Regions from separate parts of the Mus musculus genome. Here region 1 is linked to region 2. Evidence: chromatin contacts called from public HiCAR-type data. All regions are on one chromosome and are shown on one strand. The core of a region is the stretch at or near the end of the contact, and the rest is flanking DNA. Distances in the headings are between cores, read along the strand shown.

The links. HiCAR-type assays count read pairs that join an accessible place to other places.
Region 1: a HiCAR-type map of embryonic stem cells shows a contact between it and region 2, with 2.0 times the contacts expected there. The contact joins the promoter of Eloc here to the enhancer-like site in region 2. A contact is called at or near these places in 19 of 39 promoter capture datasets (the 3T3-L1 cell line, 3T3-L1-derived adipocytes, the C10 cell line and 10 more), 3 of 484 Hi-C or Micro-C datasets (bone marrow-derived macrophages, embryonic stem cells and liver), 7 of 115 datasets of contacts at active chromatin or transcription factors (bone marrow-derived macrophages, embryonic stem cells, kidney and 2 more) and 1 of 9 other capture datasets (adipose tissue).

Annotation. Positions count from the first base shown.
Region 1 is chr1:16,653,580-16,659,351 of GRCm38.p6, reverse strand. It overlaps Eloc (elongin C), which reads left to right and starts at 2,487. Exons shown (of 4, transcript NM_026456.4): 1 at 2,487-2,530. D030040B21Rik (RIKEN cDNA D030040B21 gene) reads right to left here and starts at 1,800. Exons shown (of 4, transcript NR_037998.1): 1 at 1-1,800.
Region 2 is chr1:16,127,180-16,132,682 of GRCm38.p6, reverse strand. It overlaps Rdh10 (retinol dehydrogenase 10 (all-trans)), which reads right to left. Exons shown (of 6, transcript NM_133832.3): 3 at 4,420-4,518; 4 at 3,342-3,487; 5 at 1,477-1,608; 6 at 133-1,389. The coding sequence ends at 1,266. Among named protein-coding and RNA genes, the nearest start is that of Rdh10, 24 kb to the right of the region's middle. Within about 2 kb of position 2,457, at least 46 of the 459 cell types and tissues checked have an H3K27ac peak or open chromatin away from gene starts, as enhancers often do. A contact at or near this core is called in embryonic stem cells, stem cell-derived epiblast-like cells, stem cell-derived neural progenitor cells and 1 more, where this site is marked.

The DNA.
Region 1 (5,772 bases), core at 1,238-3,737, 530 kb before region 2:
ACCTGACTTTGTTGTGGGGGGGTGCTAATAGCTGAGAGTTCAGGCCCCATATTAGACAGAAGGTCACTCTTTGAACAAAACAAAACCAGCTTCCAACCTCAAAATATGGAAAACAACATCAGCATCATGGCTAGGGTTGGCATATGTGTATCTATAGGAAATCTACTAGTAACATTGAGCTTTAGCAGAAAGACACTTAAAATTAGTGATACAAAACAGGTTAGGTTAGTGGTACTGATTGCTTTGAGAGTTACAGAGCCTTTCTTAGCTCTTGGTGAGCTTAACGGAGCAAGAGTACCTGAAGATCAAAGCTTGCCAAAGTCATCTCAAGCCATTTCTCATACCCTCAAACGGGAAGGAAACTGGAAAAGGAGTGAGCAGAGAATATGTACAATTCTCTTCCTTCCTCTCTGGCTTCTGTCCTTGGGGCCAGAGAGCAACTTCCAATAATCCTGCACTTAATATCATCTCACTCTGGCTTGAATTGATTCATTTCACCAGTAGCAGAGAAACAAACAAACAAAAAAGACCCAACCAAAAACCTATCGCAGTTGTCTGACCTAGTTCCCTTTTCTGTGTCCTTTTAGAAGGAATCCATGGGACTGGGGAGATGTCTCGGCAGTTAAATGCTCACTGGCTTTTCTTCCATAGGTACTGAGTTCAACTCCTAGCAACCACATGGTGGCTCACAACCATCTATAATGGGATCTGGTGCTCTCTTCTGGCATGCAGATAGAGCACTCATACATAAAAACACAAATAATAAATAAATACATAAATCTTAAAAACAAATAAAATTATGCCGGGCGTGGTGGCGCACGCCTTTAATCCCAGCACTTGGGAGGCAGAGGCAGAAGGATTTCTGAGTTCAAGGCCAGCCTGGTCTACAGAGTGAGTTCCAGGATAGCCAGGGCTATACAGAGAAACCCTGCCTCAAAAAAACAAAAACAAAAACAAAACAAAACAAAAAACAGAAACAAAAAAAAAAGAAAAGAAAAAGAAAAAAAAACAAATAAAATTTAAAAAGCAAACAAATAAATCTTAAAACAAACCAACGGAATCCTGAGCCAGCCGCATGAACCTATCCTTGGTTCTTTAGTCAAGATATACGATGGAAGTCGGGCCCACCCTTACTGCCTAAAGGGAGACTCAGGTCTCACTTAGTTTTTTCATATTTTTTTCTTTAGTTTTATCTTCTGCTACCAAATGCCTCTTTTACTATGAAACTACTTTGAATTATGGATACAACCAAAACACTTTCATTATTTCTCCAAAGCCTTTGAAAATTAATTCAAGGCCGCAGCTATATTTTTGCTTTCAATTCCATAAAAGCATACATAGCTGCCAAATCAAATAAAGCAAAAACACAAACACAAACAAACAGACAAACACTTTCAGAGCAACCCATGGTAGGCAACACCTGTCGTTTCAACACTTTGAGGCTGAAACAGAATTATAAATTGGAGTTGGAGGGCAGCCAAGGATTACATAGGGAAATTACTGTGCCTGATGGCTAAGGAAGGAGATAGAATTGTCCCCAAATACATAGCTAGTCTGGGACTCGTAGTTCCAGGGTAACACTGAAATACCCTGTCTCAAAAATTCAAAAACAAAACCCTTTGAGAAGTTTCAGAAATTCCAAATAGCACATACATACTATACTTCCTTTTGTGGGATACTATTACACAGCTGCGACTGATTAACTGAGTATCTTGAATCTAGGTTTTCAAGCCCACTCCATGAAAACAGCAGAGAGGAAACTTAACTGAGCTGCTTTTCAGCTTTCTAGGAAAGGTGCCTAGGTAACCACGGAAAAGCCAATGAAAAGGTTTGGTTGAGGGGGGCGTGGAACTGGGGAGGTGAGGAGCAGAAATAATGGGCCCTGATTTAAGTAATGGTGATAGGCAGCGAGAACTGGACGGGTGGGCGTGGCATATTTCAGTAAACACTGACCTATATCGGGAAGAGAGGAAATGAGGCAAACACATTGGGAGCTTGTTAAGATGCCCGTTGATGTGTATTACTTTAAACAAAGAGGTTGAGACAAGCTTTAAAGACATCAAAAATTTCAGCGCTACACAGAAAACCACAAGTCCCAAGATGCAGTGTCACTTCGGACCAAACACTAGCCGAAACCTTGTAAGAAACTACATATCCCAGAATGCACTGCTGCCTCGCCGGCTCAGCTTTTCTCGGCAGAAATTGGATCCGGATGGCGCTGCATTCTGGGAACCAAGAAGTCCTAGCATCTCATTGGTTGGGATTTGGTAGCGATGTCTCTTAAATGGGCCTGTTTTACTGCCCACAACGCACTTCCTCCAGACGCAAGTTACCGGCAGATCGCGTCTCGGCCTTGCCAGGTACCAGTCTCCCGCGCGTTACAGAAAGCGGCTGTGACGCGACGGAAGTAATTCCTTTCTGTGCCCCGGAACCCACAGGGGTAGGCCGCTGGGGGTGGGAGGGGGGCGGCCCTGAATAGGGGCTGTGGCGGTACGTGGGGTTACGGCTGCGGTAGCTGCGGGACTGGCTAGTGAGTGTCGGGCTATGGTGGGAATCGGGATCTGATTTCGCTAGGAGAGTTAGTGCGGCTGGGACTGGATGCTTTAGTTATCCCTCTGCTCACCCCTTCCCGTCTGGGCGGGGAAGGAACGGAAGCTCTGAGTCTCTCCGGCCTCCCCAGCTCCTGGCTTGGGGGAGGGGAGAGGAGTTTGGCGGGACCTTAACTAGCTCAGCTCGGTGGGTCTGGAAAGGGGAGAGGACAGGAGGTGCGGGCTGGCTGGGCCTCCTCCAGGCTGAGCGCGGGGAGGGTGGAGTTAAGAGCATGGCAGCCGGATCGCTTTTCCGTTTTGCCTACCTCATGTGCGCTTGTATTTGTTTTACTGTTAAAATCAGTCGCTAGACCCAGGAGAGAGCCCTCGCCGCTTTAAGCTATAGGACCCTGAAAGAAAGTTTACCTTCTGGACAACTTGGGTAATTTCTGCCTGGCTGGGTACATTGGCTCATTTGTGCATCTATCTACCTCTCATTTTTGCCTGAAAGGAGTTATCTAGTGCCAGGTACAGTGCCCATTTATTTAGTTTCCCTTAAGGAACTCTTCAGTTTTGTGAGCATGAAAGTTTTGTCATTTAGTGCAAGCATGCCTACTCTGCACTTTCTAGTGTAGAAAGCAATTGAAATAGTTTTACAACTTGGTCCATACTACCAGATCTGCTTCTTAGTCCCAAATTGAATTTTATTTTCTGTTAAGTGGTCTAAGATGGTAAATACTTGATCTCGTTTATATTATGTGTTATTAAGCCGTCGAAGTTCACAAGTGGATTTAATCTTCAGTGATGAGTAAACTGTTGTGGTTTTATATCATGGATGTTTGTTAATTTATAGTAATTTGGGGTTTCTATATTTCTATTTATCAATTTTTTGAGTACTCTTGGATGACATGGAAGTTGTACTCAGTAACTCGTCTGGTCTAAATGTGTGGCCCACCAGGCCTATCTCCCAGTTGTTAGTTTTAAAGGTGTAGCCGCCATGCTGGCTCTTATCTTTTCAACTTGCTTGGATTAACCTTGGACCTCAACTACACTGAGTCCGCACTCTTGTGTGCCACTACTCCATATCTTCATCCCCCTATTTAATTTATAAATGGCTTCTCATCCTTCATATGATATTTCTCTAATTACCAGACTGGGTCGGTAATTTGATGTAGCATGTTTGCCTAATGTCCAGAGACCCTGGGCTGGTTCTCCAGCATCACACACACACACACAAGAAATGTTGGTTTATTACCTCATAATGCTATTTTTTAAAAAAATCCATTTCTTTTTTGAGACTTGTAGCCCTTGCTAGCCTGAAACTCGACCATGTATACTTGCATGGCCCGTATGCCTCTGGCTTCCAAGCACTGGGATTGAAGGAGTAGATCACCACACCCAGATGGTATCTATTTCAAATGGAGAAAATCTGCTTCATTGCTAGATAAGATAGGAATGCTGCAGTGTACATAGGCAATGGTATAGAAGCAAGGTGATAGTTTACTTCTCTGTATACTAAGTTCTTAAGAAATTGCGCAGATCTTCGTCTTATTGCTTCAGGGAAAGATTGGGGTTTTGTGCAGGGGTGTATGTCAGATTGGAATGTAATAGGAAAGTCTTTGCATGTATGCTTTGATATGTTAATAGACTCCAAATGCTTTGATAGTTTACTAAGTACAGTAAGACAAAGACATCCAATACTTGAAAATTTACACACACAGTTTTTGGTGTAGAAATAGGCATGATGTCAGAAACCTGTAAACCTTTATTCAGAATATTCAGGAAGCTCAAACAAGCAAAGGATTGACAAGAGTTCCAGGTCAACCAAGAGGTCCAGTAAAGCCCTGTTGACTCTCCCTCAATAAAAAAGAAAGTGGGGGGAGGGGATACATCAATAAGACCTTGGACAGGGAAAGACCCTTGGGATTTGATGTTTGAGCTAGAAACATCATAGGGAGGTTTAAAGGAAGAGCTTCCCACAGCAGTCACTGCAAACGCAAGGGCCTTAAAGTGTGAGTGAACTTGACCTAGTCAGGAAATTCCAAGGACACAAATGCTTGGAACATATGCCAGATAAGGTTATAGCCAGCCCTGCCTGACCTGGCACTCACTTTGTGGACCTGGCTGGCCCAGAACTCAGATCCAACTACCTCTGCTTCTTGAGTGCTGGGGTTTAAGGTGTACACCACCATGCTCAGGTGTAGTAGCTTAAAAAAATAGTCCATTTAAAATACAGTTAGCTTGATCTAAAGATGTAGAGTTCAAATCGGTAGAACGTCATCTGATTTGAAATATAAATTAAAACCAAATCTTGTCTTTCATTCCTAGAACAGGAAAAAAAAAGCTTTTGCCTTTGCTAATCACCTTGTGAACAGTAGTGCCATTTACTGAAGTCAGAAGACAGAAGGGAGGGAACATTGGTTTCTGACAGGTTTATCAGGAGTTCTCTGTGGGACTTAGCTTGATAACTCAGTAAGACAGGATCTGCAGAGCATGCCCACATCTTAATCACAGAGGTGGATCTGTGAGTTTGAGGCCAGCCTGATCTAAGAAGACAAATTAGATGTTTCTGACTGGCACTCAGAGTAGGTATAGAACTAGGGAGGACAAAATGGGAACTGTATCTTTTAGATGATATTTAAATATTTAAACTGGAAAATATCAAATGGGTAGTGTTAGATTGATCAAAGAAAGCAGGTGAAATTTAATGTACTGCTTTGATTTTTATGTTTGGGGCAGAGTCTCACCTTGGTAGACCAGGCAGGTCTTTGACCTGGTTCTCTTTTCTCAGCTTTCCCGTGTTAGGATCTTAGACCTGTGTCTTGCTTGATTATGAGCCTCTTCCAAAGCCTTAAACACTTTTCATCCCAGCAGAGATAGGAAGAATATCTTGAGTTTAGGGCTGTTTGCTTGATCTACATAGTGCAAGGACAGCCAAGACCTAGCTCAGAATTGGGAGGGGTTTCTTGAAGATTGGTGATAGAATAGGGATGAAGCAGACAGATTTTAGAACATGCAAGGCTCTGGGACCTTTAACTTATTGAACATTTACTTTTATTTTATGTGTATGAGTGTTTTGCCTGCAGATATGTGTTTGCTTAATGTCCACAGAAGCTAGAAGAGCGTGTTAACTCTCCTGGAATGGGAGTTAGGACAGTTGTGAACCACCATGTAGGTGCTTGGAACCATTCTAGTGGGTCCCTCTTCTGGCTCTTCAATGCACATGGTACATATGTATAATTCA
Region 2 (5,503 bases), core at 1,208-3,707:
TGGAGTATGCAAAACCCACCCTAATTATGACCCCATTCAAACATTTTCTTTGAGTAAGCAGGATAAGATAGGCAGGGGAAGACCTCAGAATGCTTTGCCTTATAATGAGGTTGATAGCTAATAACCACAAACTCAGTTATGTACGTATTTAATCAGTTCTTTAGAAAACATCCCGATTTGTAAAAGTTGGCTTATTTTAACAGCCTTAAACATTGGTCACTATTTAAAAAAGACATCCTAGAACGAACAAACAGAAGCAATCACATAGTAGTTCATAGTAATTTACAAGAGGATGGTACACATAGATACAGAGGTAGAAATTCACTTTTACAATGTTTCACTAATACACATATACCAAATTCAAGGCACAAAATAGTTTGCTTTACAAAAAAATACTGTAAAAATGTCATTTGCTGTTCTACAATGTGAATAAACTTTTCAAAGAAATCTTTCCACCCTTCCACAACACTCCATATAAGATTTGCTCCCCAAGCTAATTAAAGTTGGCACAAGTACGGGGACTTTTTAATCAGAAATTCCCATTATCTCTGTGGAGCTGCTGTGTCCTGTAGACAAGATCCCCCACTTCCTCCCCTAACACAAGTTTGCAGCTCCGTGAGGAAAGGGCACTTTCTATATGCAGCAAGATTCACAGGTAGAAAATGTACAAACGTGGATTAACCAGGTCTCTAAACATTTAATTTAGTATTTCAGAGACTGAATTTGAAAATCACCCAATATTTAGTCACTGTAAGTTTAAGAAAGAGACTGGTGGCCTTCATTGTGATGCTCAGACTACGCTGATCTCAAACTGACATCAAAAAATCCACAGACACCATAAGCAAGCCACCCAGGCTTGCAGGAGAAGAACCGAGAACACAACAGAGCACTACACTGTCGGTCCTTGAATGCTGGCTGGGCTTCCACGATAATGAATGAATCAATTCTGTGGGGACCCACGTGAAACACACTGTAGTCATCATTTCTAGACTTTATGTTCATTAAAAAAATAATGATGTAACATAGTGTTTGTCTAAATATTGGACTCATTTTTAGGGCCCTGTCTAGAAAAGACCCCATTGGCAAAAACCCAAGCTCACAGTTTTCAAGCACACTAGTCAGTTAATTTACACTTTATTTTTTAAAAAGTTGATTAGAAAAAAAAAAAAAGAGTCGGCATGGGGTTAGAATCCAGACCGTCAGTACTGATTGATGCGCACGGACCACCTATCCTGATAGAAACGGCACTCCGTACAAAAACACTCTTAGATTCCATTTTTTGCTTCATTGTTGTTTGTGGCTTGTTTTCTTTGAGCAATAAAGGGATACATACACTTGTCCGCTCCTAGAAATCGATACATGCACACGACGGCTTCAAAAGGAAGGATGCTGCAAAGGAAAGAGCAGTTAGTAAATGGCAGGCCACATGTTCCCTGGGGTCTGGCAGCAGGCAGGCAGGGCCGGGCCCTCACTCACCTCTTCATGAATGTCACGATGTACATGAGGCGGGGGGTGCAGACCATGGGCTGGTCAGTGAGGATGGCCCTCATAGCCTGCTTCACACAGTAATCAGGCTTCAAGGGGGGCAAAAAGGGCTCAATTTCTTTTCTGAAAATTTACATTCAAAAATGAAATTTAGAATTAACACAGTATAGAAGACTGACAACACTCCAGAATACTGTGACATCAACTGAGGGATGAGATTTTTGGAACACTTTGTTTCTTTTCTGGTATTTTTGTTTTGACTCACGTTTTCCTACTATAAACAAACCCCATTTGTATTATCTAGTAAACCAATTAGGAGAAAAATAAGCAAAAGTAGTTGGCTTTCCTGTAAAAACGAGATCAGGCTGTTGAGATGCCTTAAAAGATAAACTTCAAATGACTCCGATTCTTCTCCTTGACTAGAAAGGTACTTGTTATCATAAACACTAAACTCCAGCAGCAGCACAGCTTGCTGTATTAGGTGTGCCTGAGACAGAGCAGGAGCAACCAAGCAGCACTGTCTAGTGTGAGACTGTCAGGGACCCACCTCTCACAATGCTGGCTGAGGATGTTAAGCTGTATTCTAAGGAGTCTCTGAGGTAAAGGACCACTTTCTAATTCACTGAAACGTCTGCTAAGTACATAACAATGGCACATCTTTTTCCTACCGATTGCTTTTCATAGCTTCCAGACTTTGGGCCTGCCACTATGCTAAGTGGAAAACAGGACCAACGGCTCCTACCCAGAACCAAACTAACACACCAGAAGCACACAGGCATCTGCAAAGGATACTAGGCAGACATAGATTTCAATTCCATTTCTCTCTTCATTTTCCTGTTGGAACTGGAATCAAACCCAGGCCTTGCACATGCTAAGCATATGCCCAATCCTGAGCCACATCCCAGGCCCTAGAGCTAAAGTCTCAGTCTCGACTTACTGCCAGCTGGAGAGTGGGATGACTCAACCATTCTCCGTCCCTAGCTCCACTCATTAAGTCTAAAGAACAGTCCCCAACAAACCAGCAGTCCTGATCATTGTCCTTTGTCTTGCAAATTCACCCAAGCAAGTCTTCACAAGTGTCCCTGCTGAGTCACAGTTATAGTCCTCCAGTAAAACCCAGTGTTGATGTATTTAGATTCTCATATGCCTCCTCCCAAGTGTGAGGGGAATTCCACTTCACTGTTAGTAAATCTAAACATATTTGTCTTAATCAAGTTGAATCTAGCTATACACAATTTCTGGGGGGGAAAAAGCTTTCAAATCTGGAGCGTGACAGTCTCTTTAAGATGACATGTTAATCCTTTGTATGGGTGACATTATTTCATATCCAGATTAAAGTCACATTAAGGACTTTCCGCTGTAACCATCATAACAGTAGAGAAATCAAATGACCATAAGGACAGACACAGCATCTAAGAGAAATCCTGGACATTTGTCGGTCCTCCTTGAAGACGGAGAGAAACCCATTCTGCCAGATATTCTGAAGTAATCCCAGCAAGCTTGAGTCAGCTTGGCTTCAAACCTTCACTTGTGATCTTACACAGCCTTGTCACAAACCTGAATGGGGGAACTACAGGTTAGCTGCCCTTCTCTTTTAGCTAGGTCTCATTTTGTAGCCCTAGTTGGCCTAGAACTCATCTTGTAGACTAGTCTGGTTTTCGACTTGTGACAATTTCCCTGCCCCTGCTCCTGCCCCAAGAAGTGCTATTGATTCCAGATGTGTGCTGCCACACTTGGCTAAAGCAGTTAAAGTGTCTACTGACAGTTCATGTGCAAGACTGGCTGACTGAAGATGAGCTCCACACATCATTCTGATGTTACTCTGTTGTATCAGTAGAAGATGGGTTCCCACTGACCTGATTCGGCAGCCTCTGAACATGCCCGTGTCTACAAGGTAAGGGCAAACCAGAGTTGTTTTAATTCCATCCTTTTCAGCAGCCTTTAGCTCATGGCTCAGAGACTCGTGAAAACCCACAACTCCAAATTTACTGGCACAGTAATCCTGAGCAAAAGAAGAGAGAACAGAAAGGGTTAGTGAGTCTCTGCCTATGTTCCCATCCAATCTGCAGCTTCTTGGTCCTGTCTGGCTAGATGTTTATTATAAAAGGTTATAGGTAAGGAAGCAAAGAGAAGGAAGGTGTCTTAAAGGGTATACATCTCTCTGATGTGGTTCAAAGCAGAAACAACACTTTCCAGGCAATGACAAAAACATAAGAATACTTTTTGCCACATCAACTAAGTATCATGTTTCTTTGGAGGAAATCACTGAAAAGGGCTCTATGACAGCTAAAAGAGTGGAATGAAAAAATGAGGGAGCTTCCCTTTGAAGTGCTTGGAAAATTACAAATGGTCTTTTGTTTAGTGGAGGAGACTGAAAAACCTGTTTGTTTACATTAATGCAAGAAGAACAAAAACAAGTCTAACTGGGGATATAAGCTATTCTGATCCGAAGCTAAAATGGCAATAGTACCACATCTTCTGAACTTGAACTAGAACCTAAGAACATATGATAAGAAATATTTGCAAGAAGTGATGTTTTTAATTTTCTAGAACAATTTTCGGAACAATGTTGTATAATCTGGACAGTTAAGAAGGGATTAAGAAAGCCAGTTCTATACCAGTGCACAGCACCTGCCGCTGGCCATAAGCTCACTTAATGAGCTAGCAGCAGGCAGTTCACTTTTGGCTGGTTGACCAAAAAAGAATGTGAGCCTTTGACCTCACTTATCTATCCTCACTCCATGGGCCCATCTTGACCCTGTATCTTAACCATCAGCAAAGCTGCTAAGGAAAGCGGCCCTGTGAGAACTGTGCTGTCCTGTGTTAGAGGGAAGCACCGTTAGCTGACAAGAATGTGTGGCAGCAGGTCTTCTTGTGATGTGCTCACCGAAAATAAGCTGCATGAATGAGAAAAATGCCTTTGAGCTGACAAACCTCAACTCCAGCAGTGCTGAACAGTCCCAGGGAGCTCGCGACCGTCACAATGTGGCCATGATTAATCTCTAGCATCGTTGGAAGAAAGGCCTTAGTGGTCTGAAAGAAGTAAGATATAGGTTTTAGGACTGATATGTCAACATCTCCTCTAAAACCCAGGATCACAGAACAGTCTCTGCGCCGTAAAAATTACATTTCCCAGTTCATTTAGAAACATCCTACATCTATCAAAAGGAGACGCTCCTTTAAGTGTCTGGTTAACTTAGCACCGTATCATTGCCCCGCTGGGCCTATTATAAGCCGTGACCAACAAAGCTGTAACCCAAGAGAGTCGAGTGTCCAGATATGAAAAGAAAGTCATTAGGAGAAGGCTCTTTATCACTTTTCAAGCGACAGCGGCAGACGAATCCGAACCACTGCTGGATCAGAGGCCTTTTTCTGCTCATGCCATGACTTAGCTATGTTCTGGTCTGTGAGCAACCGCCAGTCTACCTACCAGCAGGCGCCCCACAGTGTTGATTTCTTCATGGCAATGTTTCCATGGTGACACTCCCATGAATGAAGAGCCATCCTTGTAGTCTGACTTGGCACCCAAGGTTTACAGTCAAAGTGGACTAGCAGGAGGTAAGGTATTTTAGAACATAAAACTTATAAAGCACAGACCACCATTTCAGTGAAATATTAGTGCCAGGCTGTAAATGTGGTACTGTTGGGTACCTGGGCACTCTGGGGGATCACACTCCAAGTCTATCCGCTCAGGGTGGCAGAGTCAAGGGTGGCACAGGCTTCTTACTAAACTCCTGTCTCTTCAAGACACAGGACTTTATTTAAACAAAAATCCTTTGAATTGCTTAAGATGATTTATAAACCATCCCAGCAGGCTCCCAACAGTTTTATAACCTGCTTCTTAAAAGAAAGCAGCAAAGAGCAATCTGTCTACTGTTGAGCTGTGGTCTATTGCCAATGCTGGTCCCTAGGATTTATGAAGTTAAAAGACAAAACACTACACAGCCTACTTGAAGAAGAACTGCGTTCCATTTCAGACACTTTCCTGGCGAAAGTATCAACCCTGAGCATAGATTTC